Regions from separate parts of the Mus musculus genome. Here all the other regions are linked to region 1. Evidence: chromatin contacts called from public HiCAR-type data. All regions are on one chromosome and are shown on one strand. The core of a region is the stretch at or near the end of the contact, and the rest is flanking DNA. Distances in the headings are between cores, read along the strand shown. Region 1 holds the start of Caps2 (calcyphosphine 2). Region 2 holds the start of Atxn7l3b (ataxin 7-like 3B). Region 3 holds the start of Osbpl8 (oxysterol binding protein-like 8).

Region 1 (3,498 bases), core at 30-2,529:
ATTACATAGCTGCGAATCATCTTAGACTTCGCAGCCTCCTGCCTCAACCTCCTGAGTGCTGGGATTGATCATCATATTAACTTTTTGAAGTTGTCAGGGGTCAAATCATCTTCCTTAACCATGCCAGGCACCTGAGCTGTGTCCCCACCCCAGAGTTCCTTTTTTTAAAAAATTTGGTTATTTTATTTATTTACATTACAAATGTTACCCCCCTTCTTAATTTCCCCTCCACAAACCTCCTATCCCTTACCCTCTCCTCCTGCCTCTATGAGGGTGCTCCTGCACTGACCCACCTACCCTCTCTCGCCTCAGGGCCCTAGCTTTCCCCTACATTGAATCATCAAGCCTCCACTGGACCAAGGGCCTCCACTCTCACTGATGCCTTACAAGGCCATCCTCTGCTACATATGCAACTGGAGCCATGGACCCCTCCATGTGTACTCCTTGGTTGGTAGTTTAGTCCTTGGGAGCTTTGGGGGTGTCTGGTTGGTTGATATTGTAGTTCTTCCTATGGGGTTGCAAAGAGTTTACAGTTTTAAAACCCACAAAATATATTTGAAATTTGAATGTGAAACTGTTTAAAATGTGCCTGTTTTGGAGAAAGTTGATTTTTCAAAAGATATTAAAATTTTAGAATCTTAAGCCTCAAAATATTTGCAGATCTGAGATTGCATTGAAAGATACCACTTATTGTTATTGGCGTAGAGTTGTACAACTACTCAAGCTAACATTGTCCCTTTATGGACAGGTAGTTGAGACCCAAAGATGTTGCAAACATAGGTAAGATTTTGGTGGGAAAATTGGTGATAGTCTGGGATACAGGATATTTTTATGGTTGTTTTCTCCTCGAATATCAAATTGGACTCTGGACATAATGGTAGTTGCTCTGTGAAATAATGTTCAAAGGAATTCCACTAAATGAATGATCCACTGTGATCCTTGCCGGGTTTTGCTGGTCTCCTGGTGCAGGAGAAGCCTGCTGTGCATGAGTCCCCTACTGTAGTCCAGGCCAGGGTTTATCACACCTCAGATTTGAGCTCTTGGTCTGGGAGGCTACACTTTAAAAAAAAAAAAAAGAAAGAAAGAAAGAAAAGAAAGAAAGCCTTTGGACTCCAGGTGGGTTTGTCTGCTAGTGTAGGGGTGTTTGTCCAGACTGTAGAGGCAGCCAGAGGAGTGGAAGGATTAGAGTACAGATTCGGGCCCAGAGGTGGAGTCAAAGTCCCTTTTATTACTGGGGAAGTTGGAGAGGGCCAGGAGGCCTAGGGAACCAACTCCAGTTGCCTAGCAACCAGAGACTCTGGTCTAGACTGTTGTGTTTTCTGGGACCTGCTCCTGAGTTTGCCAAGGGTAAGCTTTCAGAAGGAAGTTCTTGGTGGAAGGAATCACCATGGTTTATACAGCTTCCAGTCCTTCTATTTTCGATTTGGGGTGTAAGGAGCTAACACTATTAGGTCAAGTCAGCTTGCCTTGCTCCCTAGTGTGGCCCTGAGTCCTGGAAAAAGGAGCTAGTAGATTCCTTTGGGAGCACTCCAGGTACTGTAAAGTAAGCTTTAAATTGAATTAGGAACGACTTTGTGTTCAGTTTCAGACCTTGGGTGGATTGTCACCACGGACTCAAGGTGGACTCAGTCCCTGTCCCTCACGAATTTAAGTACTGAACTGTATTTATTAATCGCTTCCTTGTTTATGAACTGGATCAGATGTCTTTCCTTTCATGTGTGTTCTGACTTTGCATGAACAAATTCAAAGCTCGGGATACACTTACCAGGAGTGAATAGCTGGAGTTGGAAGTGGTCCCTGTTAAGAGACAAGGAGGGAATGAAGCCTTCGTGACTCAGTGGTTAAAGGCACCAAAGACATTAATCAACAATAGTAACTACCTCCTAGCAACAGCTCTTGCTGATCAACACAATTTGGTGAAAATTATTCTGGTGCTGATTAAAGTAACCGCCTTCCCCCCCCCAACAAAGCACACGAAAATGTTGAGATACTAAATAAATACTAAGCTAAATAATAAGTAAGCTAAATACTGATCAGACCTGGGTATGCTGAAGCTCTTTGTAAAGTCCATGAGGGTGGGCACCATAGGCTGACTGAGAAAAATTAATTTACAATAAGGGTCTGGAGGAAGACGCAGTGTCAGAAAAGTCGCTAGCCACATAGATAGTGCAAAGGCCACCAGGCTTTGGCTTGGAAGCACATTCATGCCAGCTCCAAGCTCCTAGGCAAAAACAGTTAGAGTGCTCCTTCCTTTGAAGATAGAACCTCATGTGTACGCTTAACATTCCAAAAGTCAAAATAAAAACATGTAAAATTTTGAGGACAGATAGAGACTTCATTTAACAAGCAGAATTTATATACATATATACTATTACATAATTATTACGATTTATACAAAATTACTAATTATACTGTTGGTCGGATTTTTGTTTGTTTGTTTGTTTTATCTCTTTTGTTTTGGAGACAGGGTTTCTCTGTGTGGCCTTGGATGTCCTGGAACTCACTCTGTAAATCAGGGATTCGCCTGCCTCTCAGCCTTCAGACTACTGGTATTAGAGGCATGTGCCACCACCGGTTAAGTTAGTCTACCCTGACAGTATAAAAATCCATACTGTCTTGAGAACTGAATATGAAGAAGAGTTTGCTCATGGTACAGGGAAGGCAGGCAGACTATTATCTGCCTCCCAATTATGCTGAAAAACCTTAGCATAGACTGAATGGCTTTAAATAACACAAGCGTGTTATGCTATACTCCTGGAGGTCAGTGCACACAATTTGTCTGGAAAGCAAGCTGCCAGCAGGAAAGGCTCCTTTTGGAGGTCCCAGAGGAAGTGTCATTCATCCTTCTCTCTTGGGCATCCTGGAAACTGCTTACTCTCTTTCCCTTCTTTGGTGGCAGCTGCGTAGCATCCGTGTTTCTCTTGGACTTGGGATCCCATCTTCTCACCTTCTCTGACTTACCCGGATCCTCCCCTCCTCCCTCTTCTTTAGACCTGTGTGGATCTAGTGAGCCCAACAGATTAGTTTTCCCCTCTCAGATTTTTAACTTAATGCCACCTGAAATATCCCTTTTGCCATGAAAGAGACACAGTCACGGGGCCTCGAGATTAAGATATGGACCTTTTGGGACATACCTTCGGCAGACTGCCACAAAGCATGATGTATTTGCACCACCCAAACTTGGTTTTAGTTTATAAGGTCAATGATGATTTATTACTAGCCACAACCATTAAATGCAATGGCTTCTTTCTATGGAAAAGTACTGTGTGTGGATTATCTACAATTATAATAAAAATGAGCATGTTTGCACTTATTTTCATCTTTTTAGAATATAGCACATTGCACGGGAAACACAAACATTCGAATGGATTTAGAGGTAAAAGGAGTGGCTGCCTCAAGAAGCCAGACTCGGCTATTTTCTGGAAGAAAGAATTCACTGCAAGTATGTAAGTCTTAGAATTATCCTCTTACAGAATGATTCCCTCAGTTGCTCCCAGC
Region 2 (3,686 bases), core at 848-3,347, 770 kb after region 1:
CCAGAGAGGCAGTGGAGCAGTGACAGGAACATGGCCAAGCCAGACAGATGAGGCTGGACCCTTTACTGGGGCACAGAATGAGGTAAGAAAACATTTCAAATAAAGCAGCACCTTTCTTTTCTGCTCACCTCAGGACTCCCACCCTCCATAACCCCCCATTTTAGGGACTGAAACAGACCAGTTTTGATATGCCACTCACTTCCCCTTTACTTCTAACCCTGCCTCCAACTTTCCATCAAGAAATATACAGCCCCTGCTGGAAGGAGGTTCTGAGGACCAAGTGATGAACTGCTGTTTGTGAGGGCAGAGAAGGTGGAGACAGTCTCAATCAGCACAGCAGAGGTCTGACTGCCCAGTTGATGAAGGAATTCTGCAACCATACCAGGTAAACCAGGCCTGTTTCAGGGCTCTTAGCATTAAACTCATTCACATTATTGAAGGCAGATGGAAAAAAGTTCCCTCCTGGCTCAATTTTTAAACAGCCTCCTGCTCTGCCATGATGTCCTTCTGTAGGTCAGTGGTACCACTGGAGGGCAGCGACCTGTCATAATGATCAAGTCAGACCCATGGGCTGGTTACATCACCAGTAACTCAAAAGTAGGAAAAAACCGTCCCACCAAACTTATGTCCGCAGTATGTAATTCAAGACATGAGTCTTCCAGTTGGACATGATGTGCAGTCGCGGAGGTACACTTCATCCTCATAGCATCAAAAGAAAATCTTCAGCTGTTTGAAAACCACCTTGTCCTTTGCCAAACCTTTGCCACTCAGTAGGATGGAAAGACAGGTCTTCTGATGAGCCAAAGGCAAGGCCTTGTCCCCACAAAATGCTGGACCTTTGGAAAACAGGTGATTTGGAACTTCTTGAAGACAAGGGCACAAGGGCTTCCCATCGAATTCAAACGGGAATATTAATATTTTTAGTATTTAAGTCACATACCTGACTTCTATTTGTATCAAAGAGGCCCAATTGGAGGCTTAGAAATCAGAGGAGCAGTCCACCGAAGCTGACTGATCAGGGCCTGACCATCAACACCATCTAAAACTTCGAAGGAGGCCCATGACATCAGGCAGATGCAGAATCTGAGAAACAAATAGAATTGTATAGGCTGGGTACACAGCTGCTCACCTGTGTACCGAGGACAGTTCAGGGTCCTTGCACATCCACATGTATTTTATACAGCTCAAAATACAGCACGACGCCTCTGGACCTTCTTCTGCCCAGGATTTCAGAGCTGGCATGGGAGACCCTTTCAAATGGACCGGGATTCCTAAATTCTCCTCTTTGGGTGTTTTGTTCGTTTTACGCCTTCTCGGTTTTTTTTTTTTTTGTATTTTAATGCTAAGATCTTGAAGGGGGGTAAATGGGACTTTTGTTTGCTTTTCCTTTATTTGTTGATTTAATTTTTTTTCTCTCCAACTTAGCTTATTCCTCCAAAGCCACGGGGACCAGTCTCTATTATTGTCCTGGTCACTGTGTCGCCCTCTCTCAGGTGGTGACTACTGGAATTCCGGAGGTGAACGCTGCAGCTCCGTCTGGGGCCCGTCCCCGGGATCCCCAGGAAGGGAGCAGAGCGGGAGGCGGCACGCGCCTTTGTCCTCCACTGGCTGGATGCCGAAATCCTTCACGCTCCCAGTGTCTGCAAACTCCAGGTAGAAGTAGCCACACTTGACCGCCCGGTGCACCTCAAAGCAGAAGCCCAGGCAGGAATCCTCTATCAGGTCTACATAGATCTCCTGGGCGATGGCCTCCAGCTTGTTAGTATCCAGGTTGGCCAACGAAATCTCCTCCATCTTAACCGGCAAGCGACCGTGCGGAGGGCGCTGGCTTTACTCACGGCACACTCGGGCTCCGCTAGGCCTGCAAGGCCTCTCCGGGCCTCGTCCTCCGGGACGGCAACGGCGACGACGGCGGCGTCCGCGGCGACAGCAACCGCCGCTCCGGAGCCCCAACGCTCGCTCGGCTGCGACGATCACCCAAGTTCGGGATTCTGAGCTGCACCCGAGCCCGGCTCGCCGCGAAAACCGTCTCGGCGCCTCACCCAGCCGTTCGGGCCTCTTCCTCTCGCTGACAGTCTGGGCCCGCCCCCCCACTTCCGCCCGGTGCTGCGCCTGCGCACTGGCTCCGCGCGGAGGCTGGGCTTGGGCTCGGGCTCTGGCGCAGTTCGCTGGCCTGGGAGCACTGTTGGTCTGTGCGAGCCAGTGGCGACAACTGGCATTCCTGCCTGTGTCTTTTTCTCTCTCCCGGTTCATAAAATGTTATCGACGATGCTATGGTATTTTGTTTAGGGCTTTAAACGTTCACTAATGCGTTCACCTGTGTTTCAATGATTTCTTACGTAAAAGGAGGAATAATAATTACTTGTCCAGTTGTGTAATCAATCGAATAATGATTTCAGGCATGTTTATCCACATACGACTGAAAATTTGACGTACAGGATTGGCTTGCAGTAATTTACAGTACTGCCGCAGTTGTCATTTAAATCCACTAGATGATGCAAGGAAACAAATTGCCCTATAGTTTATCTTTGAGGCTTTCTTTGAATGAAAACAACTAGAATCCTGACACTAAAGGCATAATTCAAATATATTGATCAAATAAACCTAAGGCATTTATCTCACTTATAAGACCATTAAGTCAGCGTGACTGTAAAGAAATGATTATATACGTCTCCAAATGTGCTACAAGATAAAAATGATGTGCGCTTAGTTTGGGGGAGGCAAAGAGGAGGGGGAAGACTTTCCTAAAGTTACACTGCTTTCACTGTGAGAACTGGAACCGTCCCACCAAATCCTCTGCAGCCAGCTCCTAACAACTTTTCTCATTTGACTCAAGCAAGTCCTTATTCTGTCACTGATAAAACACACTACTAACCACAATGGATCAGAAGATGCTAGCTAGCTATTCCTAAAAAGATTAGTTGTGAATTCAAACATAAGGAAATCACTGTATTCTTTCTTTACTTTTTTCTTTCTTGTTCATTATTTGATCCTCCTCTGCAACTGCTCTACTTTTGCAATTTATCAGAAAGAACTGTGGCTAAGGAAAAACTCAAATCCTCCTTTATAGCTTTCTTATGCAAGATTTCCAGATTAGAGAAAAGCATAAGATGATCATATTTTCCTCAGTACAGAATTACCTTACACTGATTGATTTAGAGTGCAAACTATTTGTAAACAACTGTATTTTCTAGTTGTCTATTTAATTAATTTAGATCTCACAAATTGGCAGATACAAATCATTTAGCTTATGCTACTTAATTTTTTTCTGCCCAGAGTTCTTTTTTTTTAATTTAAAAAAAGACAGAACTTTAAAAAAATTGGACTTTTGTATAATCTAGATGTTCTAGATTCAAAAAATTAACGTATTGACACATTGTGGGATCTGGACATACAATAAACCATGTAATGTTTAAGAGTACATGTTACTGAATCAGACTGCCTCCTACAGTAGATGCCTATGCGAATCTTGTATTGGGATCTGTTTTCTTGACATTTCAGGAATAGGTGTCATCACATAGTTTTGTAGTGAGACACATAGCAATACGTATAAGAATTTTCACATGGTGCTTGCATGATGTATACAGTGGTACAGACTGCCTAGTTAGATAAAGAAAATATAGTTAGGACTTCAAGCATCTTTGCTTTAAACTCTTTCCTCTTCAAACTAAGTGTAAAACTCTACT
Region 3 (3,962 bases), core at 1,455-3,954, 1.0 Mb before region 1:
AGCAGTAGGTGCTCTTAACCATTAATTCACATCTCTAGCCTTAAAAAATTAAAAACCCACATTTATTTTATGTGTATATGCATGTGTGTGTGTGTGTGTGTGTGTGTGTTGGTGTAAAACAACTTATGGGCGTAGACTCCCCCCTAGTAGGTCCCAGTGATCAAACTCAGGTCTTTAGCCTAGTCACTATGTGACTTAAACTCTTGAGACCCTCCTAGTTCACCTCACTTTCTTTTCTTTTTTCTCTTTTTAAGTGAAACTAAAAAGCTACAACTAGTCTGTCAGGAATCTGTGTAATCCTTAGTATACGGATGGGGGTGGGGTGGGGTGGGGTGGGGTGGGGAAGCTACCACTCCTTAATGAGTTTGTAGTCAAAAGCCCGACTCTTATCAGAACTGGCGGTACAGTAATTTATCTAGATACATATCTAATTAGCTACGTCTCTAATGTAGGTCTCTTTATTGCTCATACCCTCTTTTACACTGCAGAAATGGCCAGATTTTCAAAGGCCAATTGAAGAAATTGGGGCTGAGGCAGAAGGGAATTAGGCAAAGCAATTTGCCGCCTCCTTTGTTGCAATCTTCAATTTCAATTCTCAGGGTGAAAGCAAAGGAAACAGCCAAACAGCCAAGAAGGTATATTTTTCTTGTTATCTAATATTCTAGGAAAATTGTTTAAATATATTTAACTGCAGGTCACAGTAAGAAATACAATTTAAATAACAACAAGGGACATACTTTTACCCTGATTATTTGTTTTTAAATACAGGGTCTCTCTAGGAGTCTATGTAGTCCTGAACTTGCTATGTAGAAAGAACAGTCTGGTCTTAAACTCTACAGAGATGGGCTGTTATGGCCAGCTACTCACAAGGTAACTTTTAAAAAAGATTTATTTTATGTGTACGGGTGTTTTGCTTGCATGTGCATGCCCTGTGCCTGAGGGGGTCAGAAGAGGTGGGATTTCCTGGACCCACCAGCCAGCACATGGGTGCTGGGAATAGAAACCAGGACCTGCAAGAACAGGTACTCTTGACTGCCTCATCTCTCCAGCCTCCCACGAACTGATTATTGCTTGGTTTAGATATTATGCATTCTTATCTTTTAGATTATATCTCATTAAAACCCAATTCATTAAAAAATGACATTGGCTTTTGTTAGTCTGAAAAAAACAGCATTGCTTCAGATAAGTGACATTTCAATCTGCTGATAAACTGGAACGTTACCGCCATCACATAACAATGTTTCCTGCCTTGCACTGCCTCAGCACTCAGAAAGGAGAGAGCCAGGCAGCTCTCTGTGAGTTTGAGACCAGCATAGCCTACAGAAGGAGTTCCAGGACATCTAGGGTTACACAGAGAAACCCTGTCTCTTTGAAAAACAAAACAAAACAAAACAATCAAGCAAGAAAAACAAACAAAACAAGAAAACAATAAACTTCCCTTATGTTTATGTAAAATACAAATATAATTTCTTAGGTTTCTTAACAGAAGAATGTGGCAGAATCTTTCCCTCATTGGAACAGTCCTTCATGACAAAATCTAATTGTTTTTCAAATGTTAACATAGCTGCATCAAGATGTGTTTTAAAGATCAGCGGCCTGGCATTATTTAACTGAGCAGTAAATTGCTCTTTCTTTGGGCAACAAAATGGCCACGTCTGCAAATTTTTTAGAGCTGCTATGAAATACATCAGTAACAGGCAGAATCCTATGGCCTACTTAAGTATCCAAACGATCAGAATGTCATCTGATTTCCTGTCAAGAAATGTAATGGAAATTGTGTAAAGTTAAAAAAAAAATTCTTGGTTCCAGAGTAGAAGGATAAAGGAATAAGGAATTGAATTTTTATCGTAGAGAATGGCCTTGTTAGAGGCAGCTCATTCCTCCTTCTGCACTGTTAGGTCGCTTTTCTCTTCTTCTGTATTGTAACTGGCTTTCTTCCAGTGATGAGTTCTGCCCCTTTCCTCTCCACAGGATGGGGAGGGATTTCTGGGGTCATGGTTAAAAAAACAAAAAACAAAAAAAGCCAAGAGTTGAGGTACAAAACAACAACAACAACAACAAAATCCGAAGAGTTAAATTAGGCTTTCTGTTCAAATTGAGAGGTACTATCAACTTGCCACGTCGCTAAAACCGTCACCAACCTCACTGTAAAACTTCATGACTGTAAAAGCTGGCACCCAGGATTCTGAACATGACTAGGAACAATAACAAGAAAGCCTGCTAGGCTATTTTCATCCCAGCGTGACTGAAGTCTACATCTCAAACCTCCTGTGAGGCCAACAGCTAATGAGACACCACAGTGAACGTGTCATTGGAACTTAGGCAGCAGGGACTCCTGGCTGCTTCTCAAGCCCCAATTTCTCCTGGCAGCCTCCTCTGTGGGCCCGGCCAGAGGTCGGGAGGCGGGTCCTGCCCAGCGAGCACTTCAGAGACCTGCGGGTAGCCGGCCCTCCACCCCAGGGCTTCCTGAGAGGGAACCTCGAGGGCGGGGAGGGGAGCGGAGGGGAGGTGACATGACAGCTCGCCATCACCACGAGCTGCCAGCAGCTGCCTCTGCGCGCCCGCCCAGCAGAAGCTACCCGGGGACCGCCTCCTTGCGGCGTCACGTGACGGGAAGGGGGCGTGGCCCAGGCCCGGGCTGGGGGCGGGGCTGCGAGAGGGGCGGGCCTTGGGATGTGAAGGCTGGTGGCGGCTCGCGGCGCCCAGAAAGGCGGTGTCAGGGCGGATGACAGCATTCTGCTGCGACGCGCTCCCAGCTGGGCGGCGGTGGTAGCGGCAGCGGCAGCGGCAGCGGCAGCCGGGGCGGCAGCGGCGTTCGACTCGGCCACCGCCGAGAGCGGTAGCGGTAGAGAAGGAAGAGGTTCCGCCCTGGCCCGCGGGCGGAGGAGCCCGAGTTCGCTCGCCGCTCCGGGCCGAGCCCCCGCCGCGGCTCGCCTGTGCTCTCCGTCCGGGCTGGCTCTCAGTTCCCGCGGGCGACCGCAGCCGAGAGAAGTTGAGGAGGGGGGGTCCCACCGGACACTAAGGCCCCGGACTCCGGCGTCCCTGTGATCCCACGGAAGCCTGCTCCCTGCGGGCCGCCTCCTCTGGGGCTCCGCATCGGTGAGTGGCGCTCAGCCCGGTGTTGGGGAGCAGCGGAGTCGTGCCTTTTGGGGTGACTGTAGTCCCTCAGTCCTACGTTCTGAGCTCGGGCTGTGGGCACTCGTGGGTACCCCGCGCCGCGAGTTCCCCTCCTGCCTCTCCTTTGTCCCTTCTGAGAGGGAGATTGGCAGGGCTGGCGGGGGTGGCGTGTTTTTTGGGGCCCGCGGTAGGTGCGTCTGCAGCGGTACAAAGCCCAGTGGGGACCTGGGATGGGGGCGGGGGCGGCTCGGCGGCGTTCCGGGTCCCGAGTGTGTCTGCCCCTCCCGAAGTTTGACAGGGCGACGCCGGGGCTCGCCGGAAGCCCCCCGCGCAGGGGGTGAAAACCTGGCGCTTTGTCGCCCCGGGCGGTTAAGGCAAGGCTTGGGGTTTTCCTGTGACAGCCCCTGAAGAGGTTGTGCCGCTCGCAGGCGGACCGCACCCGCCTTTGCAGAGACTGTCGCGGTGTTCCTTAAACCTCAGCTCCGTTGGCCTTCTTGCCACACTGGAGAAAAGGCGGTGTCTTCGTTGCACTTTTTTTTTTTTTTTTTTTACGTTTTGTTTGCGGCTAAGCTGTGGAGAGTGTAATCAGGTTCCAGGGAGTTTCATATGGAGCATGCTTTTGCTTCATTGAGCAACCCACTCAAGACCGGCTGATGCGAAGCAACAGTAGATGCAGATTTTCCATTCACTAAAGTCATTTAACACTTCTTTGTGAGCGACATCTGCGTCGTGAAACATAACCTAATTTCATTTTAACTAAATGCCGTCTGAAATAAGTTAACTTGGGTTCGTCTCTAAACAGATGGGAACACTTATCTGACGATAGCATATCTGCTTTCAATAAC

Evidence for each region. HiCAR-type assays count read pairs that join an accessible place to other places.
Region 2: a contact with region 1 is called in a HiCAR-type map of astrocytes, with 2.7 times the contacts expected there. The contact joins the promoter of Atxn7l3b here to the promoter of Caps2 in region 1. A contact is called at or near these places in 1 of 39 promoter capture datasets (embryonic stem cells) and 2 of 115 datasets of contacts at active chromatin or transcription factors (astrocytes and bone marrow-derived macrophages).
Region 3: a contact with region 1 is called in a HiCAR-type map of astrocytes, with 2.6 times the contacts expected there. The contact joins the promoter of Osbpl8 here to the promoter of Caps2 in region 1. A contact is called at or near these places in 1 of 39 promoter capture datasets (embryonic stem cells) and 1 of 115 datasets of contacts at active chromatin or transcription factors (astrocytes).

The regions. Positions count from the first base shown.
Region 1 is chr10:112,162,342-112,165,839 of GRCm38.p6, forward strand. It overlaps Caps2 (calcyphosphine 2), which reads left to right and starts at 1,280. Exons shown (of 18, transcript NM_001310675.1): 1 at 1,280-1,347; 2 at 3,329-3,446.
Region 2 is chr10:112,926,929-112,930,614 of GRCm38.p6, forward strand. Atxn7l3b (ataxin 7-like 3B) reads right to left here and starts at 2,098. Exons shown (of 1, transcript NM_001033474.2): 1 at 1-2,098. The coding sequence starts at 1,794. The coding sequence ends at 1,501.
Region 3 is chr10:111,162,098-111,166,059 of GRCm38.p6, forward strand. It overlaps Osbpl8 (oxysterol binding protein-like 8), which reads left to right and starts at 2,705. Exons shown (of 24, transcript NM_175489.3): 1 at 2,705-3,099.